Linked DNA regions of Danio rerio: region 1 is linked to region 2. A link is a contact called in public Micro-C data. All regions are on one chromosome and are shown on one strand. Each heading gives the region's core, a stretch centred on a gene start, on an enhancer-like site or on the middle of the called end of the contact. The rest is flanking DNA. Distances are from core to core; before and after follow the strand shown.

The links. Hi-C and Micro-C count contacts between places; a contact is called where the count stands out from the background.
Region 1: a contact with region 2 is called in a Micro-C map of caudal fin, with 7 times the contacts expected there. The contact joins the promoter of relch here to the promoter of zgc:112332 in region 2. A contact is called at or near these places in 2 of 18 Hi-C or Micro-C datasets (caudal fin and an unstated tissue) and 1 of 4 datasets of contacts at active chromatin or transcription factors (embryo).

The regions. Positions count from the first base shown.
Region 1 is chr24:22,548,166-22,554,846 of GRCz12tu, reverse strand. relch (RAB11 binding and LisH domain, coiled-coil and HEAT repeat containing) reads left to right here and starts at 2,565. Exons shown (of 29, transcript NM_200844.1): 1 at 2,565-3,037. The coding sequence starts at 2,590.
Region 2 is chr24:22,336,816-22,344,003 of GRCz12tu, reverse strand. It overlaps zgc:112332, which reads left to right and starts at 4,452. Exons shown (of 7, transcript NM_001020683.1): 1 at 4,452-4,505; 2 at 6,064-6,179. The coding sequence starts at 4,492. si:dkey-73n8.3 reads left to right here. Exons shown (of 7, transcript NM_001200062.1): 6 at 583-769; 7 at 1,067-1,324. The coding sequence ends at 1,169.

The sequences.
Region 1 (6,681 bases), core at 1,316-3,815, 210 kb before region 2:
TTTGTCAAAATACAGCACTGAAATTAAAAGGCATACATTTTTTTGAGTCAAAAAGTCTATTTGTAAATATCTGTAATCGCAATCAGAGCCAATGTTTTGGAGAAGTTGTACCGCCTAATAATTATATTCATTCTAATAAAATGAAAACCAAAATAAACAATTCATTGCATTTGTCGTTTGATTTATTACATTGTGACCTTCGGTAAAAAAAAAACAAAAAAAAAAACTAACATTTAAAGATGAATGAGTGTTTTAATGGGGCCAAATAATGATTTGTTGTTGTTGTTAATGATGTTGTATCATAAAATCATTATAATATTAAATAAAGTTCGTGTTTCATGAATCATTTTCCATGTTTTGTGAATGCCCTGCTCTAAATATATCCAAACTCAAAACTCTATTGATTAATTAATTAAATAATTCATTCATTCATTCATTCATTCATTCATTCATTCATTCATTCATTCGGCTTAGTCTCTATTTCAGAGATTGCCACAGTTCAATGAAACGCAAACTATTCCAGCATGTGGTTTATCCAGCAGATGACATTACAGCAGCAACACAGTATTGGGAAATAATGTAGTAAAATGATATATATTATAAATACATTACAAATAACATGAGTTACGTAATAATACTTTTCTAAGTAACGATCAAAGTATTTTAATACTTTAAAAAACTTAAGTAATAACATTTAAGTAACTTTTTCAAAAAATTTAACTTAAGTGACTTTTTAGATGAATTAATAGACATTTAAAATACTTATTATTATATATTTGCTAATTTAAATTAGTGTAATTAAGTTGAATCACACTCAGTGAGAGAATGAGAAACAGACAGAAACCAAAATGGCAAACCAAACACATTGCTTTCAACTTTTATTAGTCTGTATATATAACATATATAGCATCAGGAAATTCTCCAAAGGTAACATTATTCTAATCTTTTTTATAATTCGTTTATTTTTTTAAGGTAAATGTAGGTGTAGGTTATTCAGTGAGTCGATAAATGCAGAACTCCTCTATTTAAAAAAAAGCCTCCGCCAGGTCAGAAAAAGTAGCACAAAAGTAACTCAAAAGTAACGTACTGCATTACTTACCATAAAAAGTAACTAGGAAAGCAACTAGTTACTATTTTGGGAAGTAATTCAATATTGTAATGCATTACCTTCCTATGTATAATCAAAAAATTTAAATGTTTAAAAATTGACACTTATGGGTTTGTGACATAATTTTCTGTGGTTTATGTTATAACACATTTTTATATTCATAGCCTCCTTGACTTTACCTGTTAATTATATTTTGTTTATTACAAGCACAGAGACTATGGACTAAATGATGGAAGCAGTTTTGAGAATTTCCATTGTAATCTGAGATATGTACCAAAGTCCCTGCAAAAATACTATAATCATATATCACTGTGCATGCTGATTCTGCTGATGTTGATATTCATGCTCTCCGAAAATAAAAGAAGCAGTAAATAAAAAAACTCTGAACAGAAAAGATGCAGTTTTCATATGACAAGACTTTTATTGATGCTCTCTGGACACATAGAACATATGGTTTTGTGACACTTCATGTGGTTTATGTGATGAATAAAAATGTACAGCCTCCTTGATTTTGCAAGTACTTGCATATCTCAGATTACAATAGAAATTCTCAAAACTGTTTCTCAATTTCACCACAAAGGACTAAATGATGTTTCCCAGTGATGGATTGCAGCTGGAAGGGCATCCACTGCATAAAACATATGCTGGAAAAGTTGGTGGTTCATTCCGTTGTCGACCCCTGATAAATAAAGGGACTAAGACAAAAAGAAAATTAATGAAATTACTAATTAAACCACAGTTTTGAGAATTCCCATTCTAATCAGATATATGTACCAAAGTTACTGCAAAAATAATATACTATAATCGCATGCATCACTGTGCTGTAATGAATGCACCCTACTGTATGTGGTCACGTAGCCAGAACTGAAAACATGTTATGCTTGGTTCAGTCCAGCAGATGGCATAAACAAATGCCTGATTGTATATAAGCACTAATGAGCTTGCAAACAGCCACGTGAACATTCATTGATGTCAAGCATATGCACTGCAAATTAATCAGACAGTAAGGCCGCCTCGATTAGGCGATGAATATTTCTATCGTTTTTATTGTTGATGTGGTCATATTTGTCTTTAGCTATATAAACAGACAGCTATTTATTGTGTCTAATTACTTTACTTATATATACAGAAAAATGCTTAACTTATTACTATGGAGCTTGCAGAATAAATCAAATATCGCTGTTTTGACAGAGATTAGTACTTCAGCTCGTTGCGCTTATTTGCATTTGATATCAGAGTTTTGACATGCTTTGTTATTGGATCTTCGCACGTCTGTTTGGCGGACCCCTGAGCGCATGACGTCATTTCCGCTCTGCTCTCGGCAGTAAGGAGGCGGGGTGTTGAAATGACATTCGGCCCCACCAACCAAAGCATATTTCCCGAAGTCCCGTTGATTAGGAGCAATAAAGCGCTCTTGACATCCGTCCAGGAAGACGGAGGTACACATTAGCCAGGTCGCTGGCAGAACACCTTACGGCAAAATGGCGGCGGGTAATGTCAACCCGTTTAACGTGAGTGATTCGGAGGAGGAAGCGGAGCAGAGGCAGGATGGCGCGGACACTGAGCGCAGCCCGAGTGATGAAGCGCAAGGCCACAGCCTCGGTCCCTTCTCTCCGCCGGCGTACTCCGATCCAGCCGCCCTGCTGTCCAGCAACCGCACCAGCCCGAGTGTGGACGGGATCCCCGCCTCGGCGGCGGCTGTGTCCGGGATCGGCGCGGAGACGCGGGTGTCGCTAGATGCGATCGCCGCGCAGCTGCTCCGGGATCAGTACATCCTCACGGCCCTGGAGCTGCACACCGAGCTCCTTGAAGCCGGACGCGAGCTGCCGCGCCTGCGGGATTATTTCTCCAATCCAGGCAACTTCGAGAGACAGAGCGGAACCCCACCCGCGTGCAAAGAGCAAGGTGTCGGTCCTGGAGGTCCGCTGAGTAAGTCCATAATAAAATGTTTATTATGAATCTCCAATTGCAATGTTCAAGTGAAGTGTAGACTTTTTGTATGAGGTAATGGATATGCTTCATAACCAACTATTCTGCTCCATCTAAACATCTTAAACCGGTTGGTTTCCCAGTCTGTCTGCCAGTTGGCTGCGGGGTTTGGACACCTGTCTGCTAGTCAGCGAGATTAACCACCTGACTACACCAAATGTCTTTAAACCGGGTTCAGGAAGCCTCAGGGGAATATATATTAGGCTGTTGAACTGAAGTAAATGCATATATGTATGTGTGTGTTATGTATGTCCTCATAAGTTTGTGTGTGTAAAGTAAACAAAGTCATGACACCAATTTTAAAATAACAGATTTAATAAAAATGTTATGGCTAGACCAGACTGGAAGACCATTTTAGGCTGGTTTAAATATTTTTTAGAAGCAAAATGAATCACAGGATCAAATTAATGGTCTAAAATGCTATCTAGGTAGGCAGCTTACTATAGGTTTTGGAACGTAGCCACACGTTTTCTTTTGCTCTTTAAACAGCTATAAAACGTCAGCTGTTTAAACTAGAGACCTAGACTACCTATTAATTTTATGTTGCGTTTTATTATACTTCAGCCTCGCACATTGAAGAAGCTGCACACTGTCTTGATGGGAAGTGTTTGTTAAGGGCTGGATTGTGATTGTGTCTTTGTTATGTGAATTGATGTAAAGTCTTCCCACTGACCCCAGCTGCGCAGGTGCAGGATGTAAAGAGGAGAAAAAAAGATGCACATTTGAGGGGTATGTAAAACCTGACTGTGTGCAGTGACAGATGGGATTGATGCCCTTTGGCATAATCAGGAATTCTTTCTGTGGTCTGCCTTTCTCACACCTTTGCTCCTGAATGAGGTTTCTAATCTGATAACATGACCTCGTCTGCCTCTTACTATTTGCCTTTCAAAGCATGATGTTTGGATTTGTTCTTCTTGATTGCATGCAGTTGGAGTTGGAGTTTGGAGTGACAATGGAAAAATTTTATGCAGTTTAGATCAATTACATTTTTTTCCATATTGATCCGAGAATACTTTGCAAGACAATTGATCATTTGTTAAAAGAAACCTTTTCTTCTTTGGAACTGGCATCAGAAATCAATGTGAAGGTGTGGAAATTGTCATCATTTACTTAATTGTCATGCCAAACCTGACTTTCATTATTTCTGTTTAACACAAAGAGGTTTTGAGGAATATCTGTGGCAGTTTTGTTACCACCGGCTTTCATTGCATCTCAAATGTTCTCAAAATGTCTTCAATGTTCTACAGAAGAAAGTATGTCTTATAGTTACGCAACAACATAACTGAGTAAATGATGACCATTTTTTTTGTTGGTGATCTCTTTTTGGCCCTCCTTGATGTTATTGATCAATCCTACCTTAGCAACTGTTGTCATGCAACATGATTAAGCATGCTTTTGTTCTTTCCTAAAGCAAGCCATAAAGTGATTGGATAGATTTAAATATAATATTGCACAAATTAAGTATAAAGTGGTACTGTGTCATGAAAACACCGGTAACCCAAAGATTTAAAATATTTAAATTCTCGTTGTCTTAAATCATTAAAAGTACAATGCGTGCAGTATAATGGAAAGAAAACATAGCATACAAATAATATTAAGTTAAAAATAATGACTGCTTAAATTTTATGGATTGTTCTTAAGGATATCTGGAATTATAGAAATTAGCTTGAGATTTTCTGGTGAACAGCCTCTTATTTTTGTGGCGGTATCTTAAAATATCTTAAATCTTAAGTTTATATGCATTGGTGGTGCATAGCTTATAATTAGAAGACAGTTATAATTAAAATATAGTTATAATTAGAATATGGTTAGACCTATTTAGTTGTTCAAGTGCAAAATCAGATGAAAAAGATGTTTAAACGTAATCCGTATGAGTCAGTCAGTTTCTTAAAATGCAAAACATTCATTCATTGATTTTCTTTTCTTCTTGGTCCCTTTTAATCTGGGGTCGCCACTGCAAAATGAACGCCAACTTATCCAGCATATGTTTTACACAGTGAATGCCCTTCCAGCCGCAACTCATCACTGGAAAACATCCATACACTCATTCACGAACATACGCTACAAAGAATTTGGCTTAACCAATTCACCTATACCACATGTCTTTGGACTTGTGGGGAAAAATGGAGCACCTGAAGGAAATCCACGCAAACATGGGGAGAACATGCAAACTCCACACAGAAACGCCAACTGTCCCATGTGGGACTCAAACCAGCAACCTTCTTGCTGTGAGGCAATCGTGTTGCCCTCTGAGCCACCGTAGGCCCAAAATGCAAAACAAAAGCAAGTAATTTAGCAGTAAAAACGAGTAATGCCTGCAAAGTACACTTAAAAAAAAAAGATTCATTAGATTTAGGGATGCAACGATTATAGATTTTGGTTGTATGATTATAGTCTGAGGAATAATCATGGTTTCACCGTTAAAATGATTATTATGCATTCATTAATTTCAAAACACTACTAGTTTAGTAAATCACATGGAAACTGTATATTTTAAAGTGTTATTTATTGCTGCTCAGTAACCAAATAATTAAACACAAAATAATATTAAAAACAAACAATTGTCCATTTCTCATTGGAGCTAAAAATAAGTGAAACAGTTTTGGGCTTTTAAACACAAGTAATAATTTTACACTGAAAATAAATGACAGAACAACAACAAATAAACAAATAAATAAATTAAAATAAGAATAAATTAAAACTATTTGTCTAATGTAAATCTATGGAACATGTTTGCTAAGTATTACCCTTTTAAAGAGAACAAATGTAGTAAGAGGCTGCTGAATCTCAAAGGAAATTTCAATCAACTATATTTGGTATTTTCCCTTTGTATTTTTTTTCTGTGGAGTAAAATGTGAATATTCTATACAAAGTATGATGCTCACCGGTCAGTTCTTATCACGTTACTCGTGGTGTTCTCCTGGCATTCTTTCATCTAGGTGTGCCTGGAAAGCGCTGGCGTGCCACTCGCGTGCATGTCGCTGCCAATAGGCATGCGCAAGCCATGCACCTCCATTGGAAATAACAAACTTGCATGCGCAAAAGACGGGATATGTGAATAGCCCTTAGTTAATAGCTTCGGCCATAGTTAAAATCAGCCTTTAATCCGGTGTGCATGCGTATTTTGTACAAACTCAGAACTTTAAACTAGCACACAGTCAGCTTAACTTTGTTTAGTTGCAGCAGTTCAGAAATATGGGCTGCATTTACTCTGCAGATCTTGATGGTCAATTCCGATTTTGTGAAATGTATCCGTTTTATTTATTTATTTATTTTTGCTGACCTGCTTACATCATCTTTTAAAAGTAACTCATATCCGTTCGTCTGCATTTACACAGCACACGGCAAAGGTGCAATGACCCGGTAAAAAATGGGCGGGCGCCGACAAACAGCTGATAATTAAAGAGTGCTCTTTTCTCTATTCCTGTATGTAATCGGTTCACAGCTTTTAACAAGCTGTTTTACTATAGTTTATGACAGAAAGGTTCTCATTTGGCACACTTCTTTTGCTATATAGGCTTTTTAAAACCTTTAGGCATCTTAATTTAATGTCCATGGCGTTATTTATGCACTTGATCTATGAA
Region 2 (7,188 bases), core at 3,203-5,702:
ACCTACTCTAATTATGTAAGTACTATATACTGAATATAACTAGTGTCTATATAAAAGGTGCAGTACTAGAATAAAAAAGTACTCGAATATCAACAACAACTATTATCTAACAAATAAGCACGAGTATCATTTAATGGGACAGTTCATCCAAAATTGACAATCCTGTCATCATTTACTCATGTTTAAAAGCTATTTGAGGTTCTTTCTTGTTGAAAACAAAAGATGATAGTTTGATAAATGCTGGTTGCCATTGACTTCCATAGTCATTTTACTGGGTGCCAGCAAGCAGCATTCTTTACAAGCAATATCTTCTTTAGTGTTCAGCAGAAGAAAGAACCTCATAAAGGTTTAAAAGCACCCGAGGGAGAGCAAATGATGAGGTGATTTTCATTTTTGGATTAAAACAGCTTGCCATATTAGGAGTGCTCTTTAAACTGGAAAACCTGCTGTGTAATGCATTGCTAATTCATAAGCATGCTGTTCCAGTGTGACTGTCTCATGTTTTACCCACAAATATTCTCTTAATAATGATTGTAACTGCAGTGTAGTTCATCAAGATTATTATAATTTTTTCTGTGGTAGAGCTGGGAGTGAGGGTTTATGCTGTGGATCCAGGCCTGGTGAATACAGATATCACCAGACATTTGATGAAGCCTGTGCAGTTCTTCGTGAAGACATTCGGTTTCATGATAAAAACCCCTGCTGAGGGTGCATATACCACGCTTTACTGTGCTCTTACTCCAGATTTACCAACTGGATCCTACTACAGGTTTGTTTGAACTTCATCTGTACACACTGTGAAATATTATGTAAAAGTATGTGCTCACAACATGTATTTTTGTTAATTTCACATATTTTAAAAGCTATACAAACTGTTTTTGTTAAAGTTGAGTGATTCAACCTAAAAATGTAGGGTAACTACAAATAATCTTGATGATCATCTTTTCCATTCACATGCTCTTTCTTTTGCTCTTGTGAGGCTAAAATTGGCTCCAACCTAATGAACTGCTCTAAATTTCCTCATGCTGAGGTTTAATAAAGTAGTTCCTCTCATGATCTCTCACAGTAACTGTGCGGTGGCCTCGTGCTCAAGGGCTGCTAAGGACGACAACTCCGCCAGCAAACTGTGGGCTGTCAGCTGCCACCTGCTGGGCATTCGCTGGAGATGAGCTCCTACTGGCACTGCACAGCAGCCTTATTTCATGCTAATGCCCTTTGTAAGATGTATAATTACTCAGTTTCAGCAGCAGCCCCAGCTGAGCTCTATCTGTATTCCTGTCTTATGCTAATTTAGAATCATTTCTGGACTGTTATTGGTCAGTCAGTCAGTCTTTATTCATTTCCCGAAGGCAATTTGGTTGCAGCATACAACCATGTCACACATAATACACAAAAGTACATTATACAATACTAATTCTACCCTAAATTTAAAAACTTTACAGCTGAGGGAATGAATGAAAGTTTAAACCGATTTGTTTTACTAATAGGAGTTCTGTATCGAATACCAGAAGGGAGAAGATAAAACTCGTGGTGCATAGGATGGGAATCATCTACTCTGAGCTTTACTCAAAACTTGTCTATTGTCTAACTGAGCCATGGTCATCTGTTTTCTCCCTGTTATTTTTCCTCCTAGGTTTACAATTCTCTCCAGACAACTTATTTTTCATACTTAGAGAATTGAACCAGCATAGCAAAGAAAAAGATAACAGTGACTGAATGTATGAACTTCAAAACATGCACATGAGTGATTTGTCTATATTAAAAGATCTTAATTTCTGTAAACAGTATAGTCGTAACACAACATATTAGTATTAACACAAAAGGACAATTTATTATCTAAAACAGTTCCCAAATACCTATACTGATCAACATTCTCAACACCCACTCCATTAATACTAATTTGCTTACCCTTAATCAGTCTCCTCTTACGATTAAAACCAATAGTCATTTCTTTAGTCTTAAGAACATTCATTTGTAAGAAAGCCTCCTGACACCAGCTGGAAAAATAATCAATTACAGGACCATGCGTGGAGTCTTCCTCACTTAACAAACTAACAATTACAGAATTGTCCGCAAATTTTAAAATATAACTGCTAAAAATACTCCTACAGCTATTTGTGTACAAAATAAATAATATAGGAGAAAGGACACAACCTTTTGACACTGACCATTTAGAGAAACAATTATTTACCTTAACCCTCTGTCCTCTGTACAAGAAAGTCTCAAATCCAACCTAAAAGCATTCGATCCAATTCAAATTCATTAATAAGTTTCTCAACCATAATATGTGGCTGAATGGTATTGAATGCAGACAAAAAGTCAGTAAAAAGTAACTTGGCCAATGTTTTAGACTTACTAAGTGCAGCAGAGTCCCTACTGCATCCTCAACCCCTTTCTTAGGCCTATACGCAAACTGAAAGAGATCTAGAACACTGTGACTCTTGCATTTTTTCCCTCTAAACTATCTTTTCAAAACTTTTTATTACTAAAGATGTAAGTGCCACAGGTCTAAAGTCCTCTATTTTCTGTGGCTTCTGTTTTTTTGGCACAGGAATAACTATAGACTGCTTCCACAGTGCAGGTACTTTTTGTTGTTGAAAAGATAAAACAAAAATTTCATAAAATATGGGTCCCAACTGCTCAGCACATTCCTTAAGCAATCTAGCTCCTATCTTATCCGGTCCTGGTGCCATCACTATTTAACTCTGTTTAAAACTTATAATCACGTCCTTTACATCAAAAAAATATGAAATTGTACTATTTGTCTACTCTTCATTCAGTTTTCACCCTCTCTATTTCTTGTTTAAAATCATGACTATCAAATCTTGAATAAAAATTATTACAATTTTGTGAAAAACCTGTGTCTGACGTGAATTCATTTAAACAAATTTTATTTGTTTTCTTACTATCCTGTCATGTAATTAAATGTATGCCATCCCAGGCAGAACCCACATTTCCCATTTTCAATTTTTCTTCAAGTTTTCCCTTATATACTGCTTTAGCCTTTTTAATTTTCCACTTAACTTCTTTTTTTAGTTAATGAAACTCAACAATATCTCCCTCTTTAAAGGCCCTACTATGTTTTGACAGAGTTGTGTGGTTGTTGTATGTTTGTAATTGTTGTCTTAAATCCAATGTTGAAGACAAATTTCCTTTCTGTGTCAAGCAGAACGGACAATAAAACTTTAAACTAAACTAGAGTCTTAAGTGATTTTGTAACCCATGGTTTATTTGGAAATTTCCTAAAGGATTTCACAGGAATAATATCCTCAAGTTTGAATGTTTCTTCTGTGCAGTTTTTGAAACTGTAATGATGAAGTATGTAATAATAGAGGGCTATGTTTTTTGTCATTTGACAATGAAATACAGTCATATCAATGACAACTATAGTAGTGTCCATACCACATATTTTTTTAGTTATTATTAGCATGCATATGCTCTGCAGTTACTGAGGCAAGTTGGAGCTAAACCCTGCAGAGCACTGGACCTCCAGGAAAGAGATTGGTTACCCCTGCTATAGGTGAATAGGGTAAGCTATTGTCAGTAGTGTGTGTGTGTGTGTGTGTGAATGAGAGTGTATGGATGTTTCCCAGTGATGGATTGAGGCTCGAAGGGCATCCTCTGGGTAAAACATATGCTGGATAAGTTGGCGGTTTATTCCGCTGTGGTGACCCCTGACCACAAAAAAAAAAAGAATAAATGACTATTGTTTATATTATTATTATTTGAAATAAAATCAATCATTTTGGCCATACTACAACGTATTTTTTACTATGAAAAACTTCACCACTGCAACGCCTAGAGTAAGGCTGGTTTTGTAAAGCACGGTCGCATCAAAATATCAATTATCGAAGCACAAAGTATACATTTTTTTTCCCGACAACCGCAGTATGCTAGTATGTTAAACTGTAGTTAGTTGGTACACACCGGTGAAGAGGCGGGAAAAGAGTTGATGAGTGACCAAAAAGTGTTGGAGGTGAAACACAGTTGTGCTAAATGTGTTGTGCAGGCTAGATTGAGCTGAAAATAACAAAATAGCATCTCCAAATAAAGCGCGAAAATTGAATTTAGGCTACCTTTACTAAGGTGAACGTCTGTGAGAGAAACAATAAACGGGGACATCTAGTGGACACACAAACCCACTGCATTTCTACAGTTTGGCTCATCTGTAAGTCAATGACGTTTTTGTTTAGTTTGTTCTGCGGATGTGTGACGGAATGTCCAACTTTGCAAAAGAGGCTGAATTTAACACAGCTTCATTTGGAGGTCCAGTCCAGGCCATCCGAGCGAGCACATTTATGCATGAACGCGTAGCACGTTTACAAATACAGAATTGTGGGACGCGCTTCTTTGGCCAGACGACGACAGAGCTGTGGACAGGCGGAGCATCAGTCCAGACCGCATAGTAATAATAACCCATTCATAAATCACAGCGGACGCTGGAGCGCGCAGCACTACTGTCTGCTGAGGACAACACACAACACTGAAACCATGCACTCCATAAGGTAAGCAAGAATCAGAACTTTTCTTTTCCAAAGTATATGAATCGTTCGCTGTTCATTAGAGTATTAGTTTTTTTTTTTTTTGTTTTTCGATATACAACAGAACAGCAGGATAGCCTATATCATTATCTAAATGCATTTAGGCTTTATTAGGCTATGTCTATACAAGTTTGATAAAACTGGTTCATATAATTTTAACATGCAGAATTGGGCAATTGTCACATGGAGAATTGTCAAATAAGTTTTCAAGGTGTCCCATTTACATTAACTGTTTTAAATTAAGATTAGTCATTTATCCAGTTACTGTGAGGTGGAATTTGTTTTAAAAACAACTAGCTACAAAATACATATGAATTCAATTTAAAGTGTACAAAAATCATGAATTACTATATTAATTATTTACACTATAAATTTTTTTCGATGTAGATAATACATTGTATTGGAGATTGCAGTCTGCATCACAAGTATTTATCTTTCTGTTTAGTTAATTGTTTTGTTTCACCGATATTTCTGGGAAAAGCCTTTAATATGCAATTTAATGGCAAAAGATGCTGTGGCAAAACAACAGAAAAATGCATCTTAATGTCTGAGCAATAATAATACATTTTTAGTAGATTGATTTTAAAGTTTGTGTATATACAGAAATTATTCAGTTCATTAAAAACTCTCCTAAATTAAATTCATTGTTAAATTCAATCAATGGTCTGATGTTTTATAATAGTTTAACTGATTTGATGAACTGTTTAATACTTATTGTACCACAAGAAAATCCTTATGAAAAAGATTCAGTTGTGATTACTTCATAAAGTCTGATTTGACTTAAATACAACTATTCCAGAGCAATTGCAATGGAAATGCATGGTGGTATGGCCGGGCAATATGGCAACAATGCAATCTTAATAATTATTTTCCAAATAGAACGATAACGATTTATATTTCAATATCGACCCTAACAATGACAGAAGCCACAATAATTAGATGGTCTACTAAATGGCATATCATATTTTTGGCCGATTTTTTTTTTTTTGGTGGCCGAAAATAATATCAACACACTTTAGAATCTCATCGTTGCACATTTCTGTTGTGTGATTGCCTCTTGGATCAATATAGAAAAGTCTAGAGCTTATCATTATGACATAAATTGTATCATGATTTGATATAATGTTGTTTATCGGCCCAGCCCTATATGGTAGCATTTATTAAAGACTTCAAAGTGTGTACATGCAGAAATGGTTCAAACTATTTTTTTTTTATTAAAAGTTATAAAAATTTTTTTGTAAAAGTTTGGTGATAATGATTTGACATTTATTATATTTTTGTGTTTCAGGATATTTGTGCTGATTCTTTAATTGTACACTGAACCGAGATATAATGGGACAACATGCCCCATGATTTATTTCAACTGCATCTTCAAAAACGCTAAAAATGTACATTTTATATTTTGTGTATATAAAAAACTAAAACAATATTCACTACAGTGAACTGTGTGACATTCTCTCTAACTTTATTTCCTTCATGAATAAATTAAATCTCAAAACATTTGCTCTGTGCTCAATTCCAGAAATTTCTTCTGTGGCCAGTGGAGCTCTTCAGTACGTCTGGATGAAAAAACAGTCATTATCACAGGAGCGAATACAGGCATTGGCAAAGAGACAGCTAGAGACCTTGCGAGAAGAGGTAAATAACAAACAAAAACATCATTTTGTATGTTTTCAAGACTTTTCAGCTCACTTTTGACCACAAAAGGAAAACCCTGTGAATGATCTGATGAAAGCTAAAAATAAATAAATAAAAGAACAACAGAGCAGATATTTCATCTTAAAAGACAGAGAGGCTTTTGAATGGAGGCTGTTAAATAAACAGGAGCATTGCAATGATCTGCCAAAGAGATGTAAAACTGTACTCTTACAAAACATTCATTATTAAAATCAATGTTGTTTATTATTACTGTTTTAAAGAGGCAAAAACAGATTTTATAGAAGATAGAGAGAGAGAGAGATAAATAGAGAGAGAGAGATATTTTTGATGCTGATAAATAAAAGAGAGGATTATGATACGATCTGGCAAAGAGATGTAAAACTGTACTCTTATAAAACATTCATTATTAAAATCAGGTAATATGAGTTAATATCTGAAGTGGTGGGAAAACAAGTATACTCTGGGCCTATTTTAGCTATATTTGGTGTCAGTAATGATGCAGAATTATCTAATAATCAACATACGGTGATTAGGTTTATAAACCTTTTGGCACATAGATTGATTTTACGTAGTTGGAAATGAAAAGATCCTCACCATTGCTCCACATTAATAAAAAATGTCATGTCTTGCCTGCAATTTCAGAAGCTAAGACTTCCTCTTAAAAATAAAACTAAGAATTTCTATGTATTATTGAATCCATTTATTGAGTACTTTAACGAGAGAGCAGTGATTGAATCCTAGTAGAAACACCTCAAATTGCCCCGTTATTTAGTTTTATTTTTAAATTTTCTTTCCTTTTCCTCTTCCCTTCACTTTTCTCTGTATTTTTTAGTTCTCATTCATTCATTCATATCCTTTTTGGCTTAGTCCCTTTATTAATCTGGGGTCCCCACACCAGAATGAATCGCCAACTTATGTTTTTTTTTTTTTAATACAGTCATTATTAAAATCCATGTTGTTTATTATTACTGTTTTAAGAAGCTTAAAA